Linked DNA regions of Mus musculus: region 1 is linked to region 2. Evidence: chromatin contacts called from public HiChIP or PLAC-seq data. All regions are on one chromosome and are shown on one strand. The core of a region is the stretch at or near the end of the contact, and the rest is flanking DNA. Distances in the headings are between cores, read along the strand shown. Region 1 overlaps Loxl1 (lysyl oxidase-like 1). Region 2 holds the start of 4930461G14Rik (RIKEN cDNA 4930461G14 gene).

What was found. HiChIP or PLAC-seq counts read pairs in DNA pulled down with a chosen protein or histone mark.
Region 1: an H3K4me3 HiChIP or PLAC-seq map of embryonic stem cells shows a contact between it and region 2, with 6 times the contacts expected there. The contact joins the enhancer-like site here to the promoter of 4930461G14Rik in region 2. A contact is called at or near these places in 1 of 15 datasets of contacts at CTCF or cohesin (the NIH/3T3 cell line), 4 of 484 Hi-C or Micro-C datasets (the HPC-7 cell line, the N1E-115 cell line and embryonic stem cells) and 8 of 115 datasets of contacts at active chromatin or transcription factors (embryonic fibroblasts, embryonic stem cells, epiblast stem cells and 1 more).

The regions. Positions count from the first base shown.
Region 1 is chr9:58,296,283-58,301,069 of GRCm38.p6, forward strand. Loxl1 (lysyl oxidase-like 1) reads right to left here. Exons shown (of 7, transcript NM_010729.3): 2 at 1,339-1,447. Among named protein-coding and RNA genes, the nearest start is that of Loxl1, 15 kb to the right of the region's middle. Within about 2 kb of position 1,254, at least 69 of the 459 cell types and tissues checked have an H3K27ac peak or open chromatin away from gene starts, as enhancers often do. A contact at or near this core is called in the N1E-115 cell line, embryonic fibroblasts, embryonic stem cells and 1 more, where this site is marked.
Region 2 is chr9:58,453,467-58,458,663 of GRCm38.p6, forward strand. It overlaps 4930461G14Rik (RIKEN cDNA 4930461G14 gene), which reads left to right and starts at 1,707. Exons shown (of 3, transcript NR_040736.1): 1 at 1,707-1,890. Gm32820 (a long non-coding RNA gene) reads right to left here. Exons shown (of 3, transcript XR_379493.4): 3 at 3,751-5,197.

The DNA.
Region 1 (4,787 bases), core at 4-2,503, 160 kb before region 2:
CACATCCCTGCAGGCCCCTCCTTCTTTGACCTCACTCAGCCCCACCCCCACCCCTAGCCTCAGAGTTGTGCATCCTGGCTCTTTGTCTCCTCCTTCTGCCTGCTTAGTTCCATCATCTGAGCCTGGAATGAGGGGACACTCAATCCAGCTTGATGAAGAAGTCGCCCAGGGCACAGGGCAGGCTGCCTTCTCTTCACCCAGTTGGGAGCTCAGGGCTGGGCACTTAAGATAGTCCAAGAAGATGTAGTGAGAATTTAGCTTTGACAAAAATGATTCAGACCCAAGCAGGCCGCCATGGAGACTGTACCCTTATCACTGGAAGAATGTCAGCCAAAGTGGTGTGTTCTCCTCCTCAGGACAAGGGACACAAGACAAGGCCTGAATGGCCAGGTCAACTGAGTGGCTGTCCATGGGCGGGATAGGGATACTTTGCCCAATTGTGATGATCTAAGGAACTTTCACCAGAGTGTAAATCAGCTGCTCTACCCATCCCTCCGACCAGTCTCATCTTAAAAACAGATGCCGTTAGGAAAGAAGCATTCCATTGAGTTCCATGCTGATGAAAGTCCTTTATCTTACCACGGAGAGATAAGAGCTTATGGTCAACTACTCTGAGGGGCACGGGGCTAAAGGTCTATAAATGAGTAAATGTTGACATTCCAAATGGTTTCCTAGAGAGTAAAAGCTGAGAGAGTTCTCACGTTAAAAAATTAATTTTAAAAAAAGTGTTTTTAAAGTGAACAATTAAAGAGGGGGAAAAATGCTTTGGGCATCGATGCCCAGAAGAGTAGCAGATCAATGTCCCCTTTAACCCGGTCTTTCAGCACAGGGAGAGCGCCCCCAGAGCACAGAAGCTGAGCTCTGCAGGGCCAGGGCAATGCTCTCCTCCTCTCTGCAGAACAGAACAGTACAGGGCTGAGGCCCCCTTGTCACCCATGCCCAGCCATTCCCTGCTATGATCAGACAGGCTGCCAGGACCACACCCGTCCCTGTCCACGCCCTACAGTTCTGTGCCCACTAGGACTTCCCCAACACCCACACTGACCACTGGAAATACAGACAGGATCAACTTTAGTTCCTTTCATCATGCCTTAGTCTCCTAATAGGGCAGCCCATTCTGCCTGGGCTGGTGTTAAGACTGACGTCACAGTGTAGCAAAGGGCCTCGTAGATAAAATGTGTAGGTTGATGTGATCCATCCCTTTCTTTTTCCTCACTCCTTGAGCCAGGCAAGATGGAGGGCGGGGCTCTGAGAGGCTCAGATACTTTGCCAGACTCTGGGTGATTCCCACGGACTATGCCAAGGCACTCTGCTCCATGCTTCACCCAAGCCTCTTACCTGGCCAGGCACTTCTCCTCTGCTGCGCATCGCAAGGAGTACAGATGGGCTCTCTGCACGTATGTGGATGCCTGCACGTAGTTAGGGTCCGGGACTAAGTCAGGGAGGCCTGGAGAGAGTGGGAGAGGAAGAACACAGCACCAAAAGGTCAGGCTGATTACCGATGGCTCCAACGACCTCCTCCACCAAACTGTTGGCCATTCTTCCTGGTCAGAGGGTCCTGGGCTCAAGGAGGTTAGTAGCAATTCACTGCCTCTACAGCTTGGTGGTGTGGGAGCCATTGAGACAGCCTAGAAGATTTGGAATGAGAACAAGACCCAGGAGCTGGAGGGAAAAGGTGTCTGGAGGGTGGAATGGCATGCCACAAGTAAAGGCTTAGGAACAGGACCAGGGAGACCAAGGGATTTCCTGACTTCCTGACAGAGCCACTCCCTCTGTCCTTGCTCCCCAGGCTTGCACACTGGCCAAGTCGCCCCCCCCTCACCTCTATAGCGAGCCGTCTTCAAAGACCACCAAGACAGCCTGGGCTTATGGCCCAGGGTGGGCCCCAAAATGTTCATAGGCAGAGCTAGGTGGGTGTTAACTGGTAGGAGGGGTGGGCAGGAAGAAAACACTGCCTGAGCCAGCAGAATTCAAAGCCTGGTGTCAACTGAGCTGCTCGGAGTATGTTCTTCTTGGCACCTGCTGCCACTTCTGGCTGTCAGACTTCAGACCAGCCCATAGCTATCCCCTGTGGGCAACCTTTGGTGCCCAACATAAGGGAGGGCCTGGCTCCCACCCCTGCAGAGCCCAGGAGGCTTTTAAAGACTGTTCCAGCCTTTGGAGCACTTGTTCTCTAGGCTATACCAGGGTCAGAAAGTTCCCTTTTTCTTCCACCAATAAGAATCTGGGTACATCAGGCCAGGTGGTGGTGGCGGCGGCGCACGCCTTTAATCCCAGCATTTGGGAGGCAGAGGCAGGCGGATTTCTGAGTTTGAGGCCAGCCTGGTCTACAAAGTGAGTTCCAGGATAGCCAGGGCTATACAGAGAAATCCTGTCTTGAAAAACAAAAACAAAACAAACAAACAAACAAACAAACAAACAAACAAAATCTGGATACGTTAGCACCAATAAGCAGAAACCACAGGCAGGCATCAGACCAGCCTCATGGAATAAGGACAGGATGCTCTTGATGATGGGATGAAGGCTCAGGTAGTGGAGTTGATTCTTGCTCCACAGCTAGTTTACAGGGAAGTGCCTGGGGCTTTAAGTTCTTCTCTAGAGCCTTGAAATTCTGTCCAGCAAATGATTAAAAGAGACTGTAAGTTCTTCCTAGTATCTTAGACTTCACTCTTGGGGAGTGAGGAAGGGTAAAGATGGGGTGCTTGAGTCATGGAGAGGGGGATCTAGGAACCCTGTCTGCCAATCCCTCCCCTCAGCTTAAAGGTCCTGATAGTGAGGCAGACAAAGGAGGCCTGGCTTCATAGCCTTTGACAGAGGTATGTGCCTGCATACTACTGCCCCTCCCTCCCTCCCTTCCTCCCTCCTCCTCCTCCTCCTCCTTCTCTCTCTCTCTTTCTCTCTCTCTCACACACACACACTTATAGATTCTTGCACATACATACACACTTACAGACTCTCTCACACACTCACACTTACATACATGCACACACTTACATACATGTACACACATACACACTCACACTTACATGCACACACACACACACACACACACACACTCACACTTACATACGTCCCTTAGGCCTAGGCCTTGGACCTGTTCTCCCTGGGGCCTGGGCCTCAGGGGCAGCCTGCTCTGGGCAGCCAGGGTGATCTCACCTACTTGGAATGGAGAAAAAGCTTAGAGTACAGGGTGGGTGAGGATGAGGTGGCTCCTGGCAGATGGGGGACTTCTTGGCCAGTCTAGGCTCTATGACATGAGCCCCCTGGAATGTTTGCAGTCATTTCCCCAAGGGACCCTCAGGACCTCAAACCAGCTGGGAGATGGTTCTCATCCACTAATTCCCAGAAGTTTCTGGAAGAGGAGTAAGAAAGGGAGGAGGGGTCCCCTTTCCCCATCTCTAGCAACTCAGCAATAGGTGGGTGTGGCAGCTGGGCTTAAGCCTCATGGGCCCGGCATTCAGCACCAGACAGTCTGCCGCTCCCACCCAGGCCCTGTTTCAATAAATACTCCACAGATGGCTCCACAGAGCTTTCCCGGCCCGACCCTTCCTCTCTAGGCTGTTTCATGAGCTGGCTGTGCAATCCTGGACAGTGGACAATTGTGATCATGTGTTGAACCCTGATCCTGATCACATACTGAGCCCTGATCCTGGTCATATTGAGATCTAACCGCCGAACTTTGATTTTCACCACACACTGAGCCCTGATCCTGTTCACACATAGAACCCAGAGCTGGGTCACACACTGAGCCCTGATCCTGGGCACACTGAGCCCTGATCTATCAACAACTCTGAGCCTTAGGACTATGAGAAAAGACCCTTCAAAAGGAATCCTTTCTGATTCTAATGGAGGTGTAGCTTTGGTGTAAACCAGGGGCTGCTGGGAGGAATTATCTGAGAGTACACTTGAGAGACAGGGGCCCTTACACTTCCCAAGATACAGTATTCCCTGTGATCTTAAAGAGATAGGTACACTGTTACAGATGTGGACAGTTGTGCATCCAGTCACCAACTGTTAAAGAAGCAGAGGATGTGGTCTACTGGCAATGAGTGGGATGCATGTCCTGCCCTCAGAGAGGCCCCTACCTGAACAGAAGGAACCTACAAAAGAGTATGAGGAAATCCAACTGCAGGAAAATCCCAGTAGGGGGTGAGGTATGCCCCATAATCCTGAGTCTCAGCTCTCTCCTGTCATTCTTCTGTTTTTATAAAAATAAACTTTTTGGGCTGAAGAGATGGCTCAGCAGTTTAGAGCACTTGCTGTTTTTTTTTTTTTAATTTATTTATTCATTACATGTAAGTACACTGCTGTAGCTGTCTTCAGACACACCAGAAGAGGGCGTCAGATCTCGTTACAGATGGTTGTGAGCCACCATGTGGTTGCTGGGATCTGAACTCTGGACCTTCGGAAGAGCAGTCGGGTGCTCTTACCCACTGAGCCATCTCACCAGCCCCACACTTGCTGTTCTTGCAGGTGACCTGGGTTCCACTCCCAGCAGTCACAGGGTGGCCCACAACCATCTGTAACTTCAGTTCCAGGGGATCTGATGCCACCTTCTGGCCTCCACAGCCACTAGGCACACACAGAGCACACATACATATATAGAGGCAAAACACTTATAGAAATCAAAGCAAGGAAATAAATACAAGAAAGTGAACTTCTTTTTGAAGCATGCTTTACACACAAAGACACAGATTTTGGTCTGTGCAGTTTGGGAAGGTTCTGACAGATGTATGATGTCATCAACCACTACCACACCAGAGGTAAGAAAGTGTCCCCACCCCTGA
Region 2 (5,197 bases), core at 457-2,956:
TTACGGCAAAATGAGCTTCCCATCAAACCCCAATGACTTCCTTCCCTCAGCCTACCCCAGCACCACCAGCCGGGTAGTGCTTCCTCCTCTTAGGCTATGGAGATAAATTCCAGGACATGACTTCCTGAATAAGTATCCCTCTCCCCCCACCTCCCAGAACCCTACACATAACCGCTCCAGAGCCAGGGTGGGCTTTTATAGGACAGGAGTCAGGTCAGAGCTGAACAAAAGAGGAGTACCCCAGCCTGGAGCTTGCTTAGCTCACTGTCTCTACAAGGCTCTTCTCTAGTCTCTACTAAGTCCAGGATGGGGTGGAAAATTCAAGAAGGAGTTGAGAGAGTGTGCAACCTAGCCATTGCCAAGGTGGAGGGGGAAGTCCATTCAGAAGTCATCTGAGGAGTATTAGATTTTAGGCAGAAAGAGAAGAGAGGGAGGAGGAGAGGCTGAGTCACACTGTCCTGTAGGGTAGAGCCTTATCAGTGCTGCAGATGCCACTGGGGGACAGAGTCTGAGAGAGTTTCCATCTCATCAGCCAAGGAACATGTCTCCTTTTGAAGGTGTCTGGGGGTGGAAGGTCTTGCATCTCAAGGAAGCAGGCTTAGTTAATATGTCTGGGCTTCGTAGCAGAGGTGGGGGAGCAGGGCATTTGTGACTGAGGCTTCACGGGGAAGATCACTCTCCCATGATGCTTGGCTAATGTGTGACTCATGTGAACTGACGATAGTCTGGCTGCCTTTGATCTGAGCTGGGATGTGGCTTAGAGCCTGATTACCTAGAGGTCTGGCTGCTCTTGAATAGAAGTATACATGCTCTCTCCAAAACCACGCAGCCCCCCAAAGGCAGGAGGCAGTGACCCACCAGCCACATTCCCCATACCTTGGTAGGAGACGGGTGTCAAATGCAATGCTGGTACCCTGCCTATCTAGGCTGAAGTCACTTTTGAGTCAAGTTTTCCTTGGCCTTAGTCAAGGCCCTGAGGTACAAAGTGACCTGTCTTAGGACGCTCTGGAGGAGACACTGCCAGCACAGATGGGAGAGTGAAGCCAAGGTGTGGAGCTTCATGATGCCAAGAGCTCATGACACTTTTGCTTCAGTGCCCCCTTCAGTGCCCAGAGCCTTCTCCACTGGAACCATCCCTTTTAGTCAATGGCTCATCCTGGAAACATTCTCGAAGCTGATTACCAGGCCCAATAATGTAAGACTCTGGTGAGAGATTTCCCCCCCACACACACCTTTGCCCCCAACACACACACAGTGAACAACGCTGAGCCGGGAATCGTTGCAAAAACAAGAGGAATTTTATTGTTCCAGCATGCTGGGGTCACCCTGCACAAGAAGAAGAGAGAACAAGGACTCTGCACAGCCCATTCGGTAAGTTTTTATACAGTTTTCAGAGCCGCAGCCATTGCGCACATTGTGATTGGCAGAACAGTGCGACTTTTAAACTGATTGGTCTTTAGGGAATGAGGTGGCAAGGACTTCCCTTGTCTATAGGTGGCCAATGGTCACAGAATGTGTCTATGTGCTCAGGACTTCCCATACCCGCAAGTGGCTGATGGTTGGTTCCTCCCTCCCCCCACCTTGTCTGAGGAATGTAATTAGCCCCTCCCTTCCGGAGGGGGTGGTGCCTAAGTCCTCTATGACCTTTCTCTTCCAGGAGAGGAGATGGAATTTTCCAAAGTTCCTGAGTTGACCTCTTCAGTGCCAGGCATTGGCATTGTGGAGATGAACTAGGCAGGTACTCTCCCTCAAGTACTTCCCAGCCCAGAAGGGGACAGGACCACACCTGAGGACTATCCTAAAGATCTGAACAGTGGAGACAGAATGAAGAGAGCTTGCTTGGACAGCTTTATGTAGCAGAGCTGGTACAAGTGACTTAGGCCTTGAAGGGTGAGTAGTTCATTGAGTTAAAACAGGTATTGTCCAGGTCTGGATAAAAGGGGAGAGGGCAATGATAAGACAACAGAAAAATGAAATGGGGCTTCAGTGGGGGAATATTTACAGGCCCAGAAACCCCAAACTGATGATCATAGGGTGATGTGACCTATGATCAAGGCCTATGTCCTACAGGTGTAGCCCTATACAACATCTGACTTTGGAGCCTGGCACCACAGTGGCAAGGTCTGGAGCACTTTGCCTTACTTTCTGGGCCTCACTGCTGCAGACGGAACAATGACGGACCCAGTGCTCTGAGCACACTCCCAAACACCCTGACTGGAGAGTAGGTGTGTGAATGGCAGCTATCACTGTCACGTGAATTATTACATTGATTTAGAAGGATCTGTTCAGTTCATAAACCCCAAATAATGGAGCCCAGCCAGTCATGAGACTTGCAGAACTATAGAGTCACTGGGGTAGAGCTGGTGCTGGTACTGGAGGCCGTGCTAAAAATGATCCCCGAGGTCTTAGTCCTGGCAGAGGAGAAACGCAGCAGGCTGGGCTGGGTAACTGTGTTGGCAATTTCCCCTTCAAAACCACCTGAACTGGAGCCCCATTCATTAGCATGAGAATGGCGCGCCGGCTGGGATCTGAGGGTCCAAAGGTATTTGTATTCGAAAGAGCTTCCTCTGTTCTTGGCTCAAAGTCACTGCGGCCTGAGCTGCGAGGCTGGGCGGGGATCCAACACACACTGCGGGTAGCCTGGGAAAGAGGGGAGTCCTACCCAAGTGGTTGCTCCGAGCCTCGGGACCACACTCAGAAATGCAGCCCAGAACACCTTCCCCATCCCAGCCCACCCGGAGCCATCCCTGTATTTGGGAAGCTCTCTTGTAAGTTCTTGAAATGTCTCCCCACCCCTCCAGCCTTTATTTCTTTTTAAATCCTGTGTGGAAGAAGGCAGGGGTTTGAGACCTGTGTGCCTCTCACAAAGGAACCTAGAGTTTTCAAAGGTGGAGAAGCACTGCCCAACGGGATTAGTAATAGTAACCATCATTACAGCTAGTGGTTGGGAGCTGCCCCTTGCCAGGCATCATGTTAGGAATTTTACATACATTATCCTCGGTGTGGCTCTCTTTTTAAAATTCATGCCACAATCCTGAGATGTGGTTTCAAGCCTCACTTTACTGATCAGGAAACTATGATGTGGAGGATAGTGTTAGCTTACCCAGGATTAAGAAAATAAATTTCCTATCTGGAGTATGGGCTACAGTATTAAGTTCCACACCTCCTGATTGCCCTTCCGGCTGCCCCTTTGGAAAGGAGTCCAGTGGAATGAAGGGATAGTTTGACAATTTCCCCTTCAGGTCCTCCCAGCTCAGGCTCCGGTCATCAGCATGAGAACCAGGTCTGAGCAGAAGACCCACCCTCATCTCTGGCCCTTCTCTATCAATCCTTCTCTGGGCACTCAGGTTTGTTTATCCCCCTAGGGATCTGCTGTGGAGCCCAGCATGATGGCATTTCTAAGGGAAAGGCAGGAAAGGCAGGGAGCAGAAAGATACCCGCCTAGTTTGTGTAGCACCCTGTGTCACCCTCAGGGAAGAACCCAGAATCCAGAATGGACCCCACAAGAATGTTCTTCACTTGTCTGCCCAACCTCTTCCTCTTGCCTAGTCCTTTTGTCATCTTCAAGCAGGCACCCCATTCTGTTCTCCCACCACCTCCGCTCTCCCTCCTTATCCTCACCAACAAGAATCCAAGAACACTCCAGTGCCTTAGCCACTCTGTAAAGTTCCCAAGTCTAGCCATACCGTTACTGACAACTTCATGGAGCCTCAGCTAGGTTACCATATGTTACCAAGAAAATGGGGTCCCCTCTCAGGATTCCTAGTTTCAATTATAAAAGAATTTTGGAACAGACTCAGAAGGAAGCTCTGGGACAATCCTATAAGCACTTGAAAGAAAACACCAGGTCAGGCAGGCTGCCTGGGAAAGGCAAAGATGCCCCAATCCTGAGTATGACAAGCCTTGCCACACCCCCACACAGATCTCCTTTCTCCACAATCTTTCTTCTTAATGTCCCATTCCATCAGAACTTTCAGGCCTCGTACAAGCCAGAAGCCCTGGTGTCTGCTTGTGTCTTGTTTCCCATCTGTCCTAGGACTAACTCCACACTGCTGCAGAAGACCGAGCATTCCTCCGCACTGGGGTGGGAGTGCTCTGTGTAACCCAGACAGAGTGCTGACTCAGTCTCGGGCATGGTGGTGGCATTACACAAGGGCCACAGCTGCCTGGGAAGCCACACTCTTGCTCTCCCTGAACCCCCAGAGGCTGTATGTAGGGGTAGGCAGGCCGAGTGCTCAAGGGCCCTGCCTTGCCAAGCTTTTTATCTGCTTCTCATTATCCTCGCCCTCTGCCTGAGAAGGTAATTAAATCTGTCTCCCATCAAAAGCTGGGGCTGGCTTCACCCCAAGGCCTGGCTGGCATGGCAGGGAAATAATGAACACTCTCACCAGCCCTGGAGGGGGCGGGTCTTAGTTGGCTCCACCCTCGCCCATCACACAAATCTGGGAGCTAACATTCAGTTCTCCTCAGGGTTAAAGAAAGAGTCTGAGCCTTCTAGGTTGTGGAAAATAGAGCCCTAGTGTCCTGGCCCTGAGGCTTGAGGTTCAGGATCCCCAGTGGGGCAGCTCAAAGGAAGAGTATGTGCCATGAGCTCTTCTTGTGGTTAACAGAACACAGGACCCGGAGCAAGTTTGCTTTGAGAGCTCAGAAGAGAGACAAGGTTCCCTTTCTTTTTCCCTTTATCTCACCAAGAGGATGTAATGATGAAGATGAAGGCTAAGAAACTGACACCGGTCTCTATGACCTGCCCCAGTTACAAAATGAACACAGGAAGGCTTCGTAGAAAGCGCTTTAGAGGATGGCAGGGAGGCACAGGAGAGAAGAGACAGGGATATGACAGGGAGACTGGTGTTGTGGGAAGAAGGCAGCAGGGAGGTCCTCAGGGGGTCCTGGAAGTAGTGGGAGTCAATGAAGGTTTAAGAGGTCAGAAGTTAGCGGGCCCCATGTGCAGGGCTGGAGAGACAGCTCCATGTTTAAGTGTGCCAGTTCCTGCTACTAAAGACCAGTGTTATTGGCACCCATGCTGGGCAGCTCACAACTTCATGAAACTCCAGATCCAGTGCCCCCTTCAGGTTTCTGCAGGTACCTGCAAGAGCAGTGTTGTAAGATGGAAAGAAAAGGGTTAGTGTGCAGTTCGGCTTGATCCCTCTATCTCAAGGCTCTCATTCTTGGCTCTGTCTGACTCAATAAGGAGGGT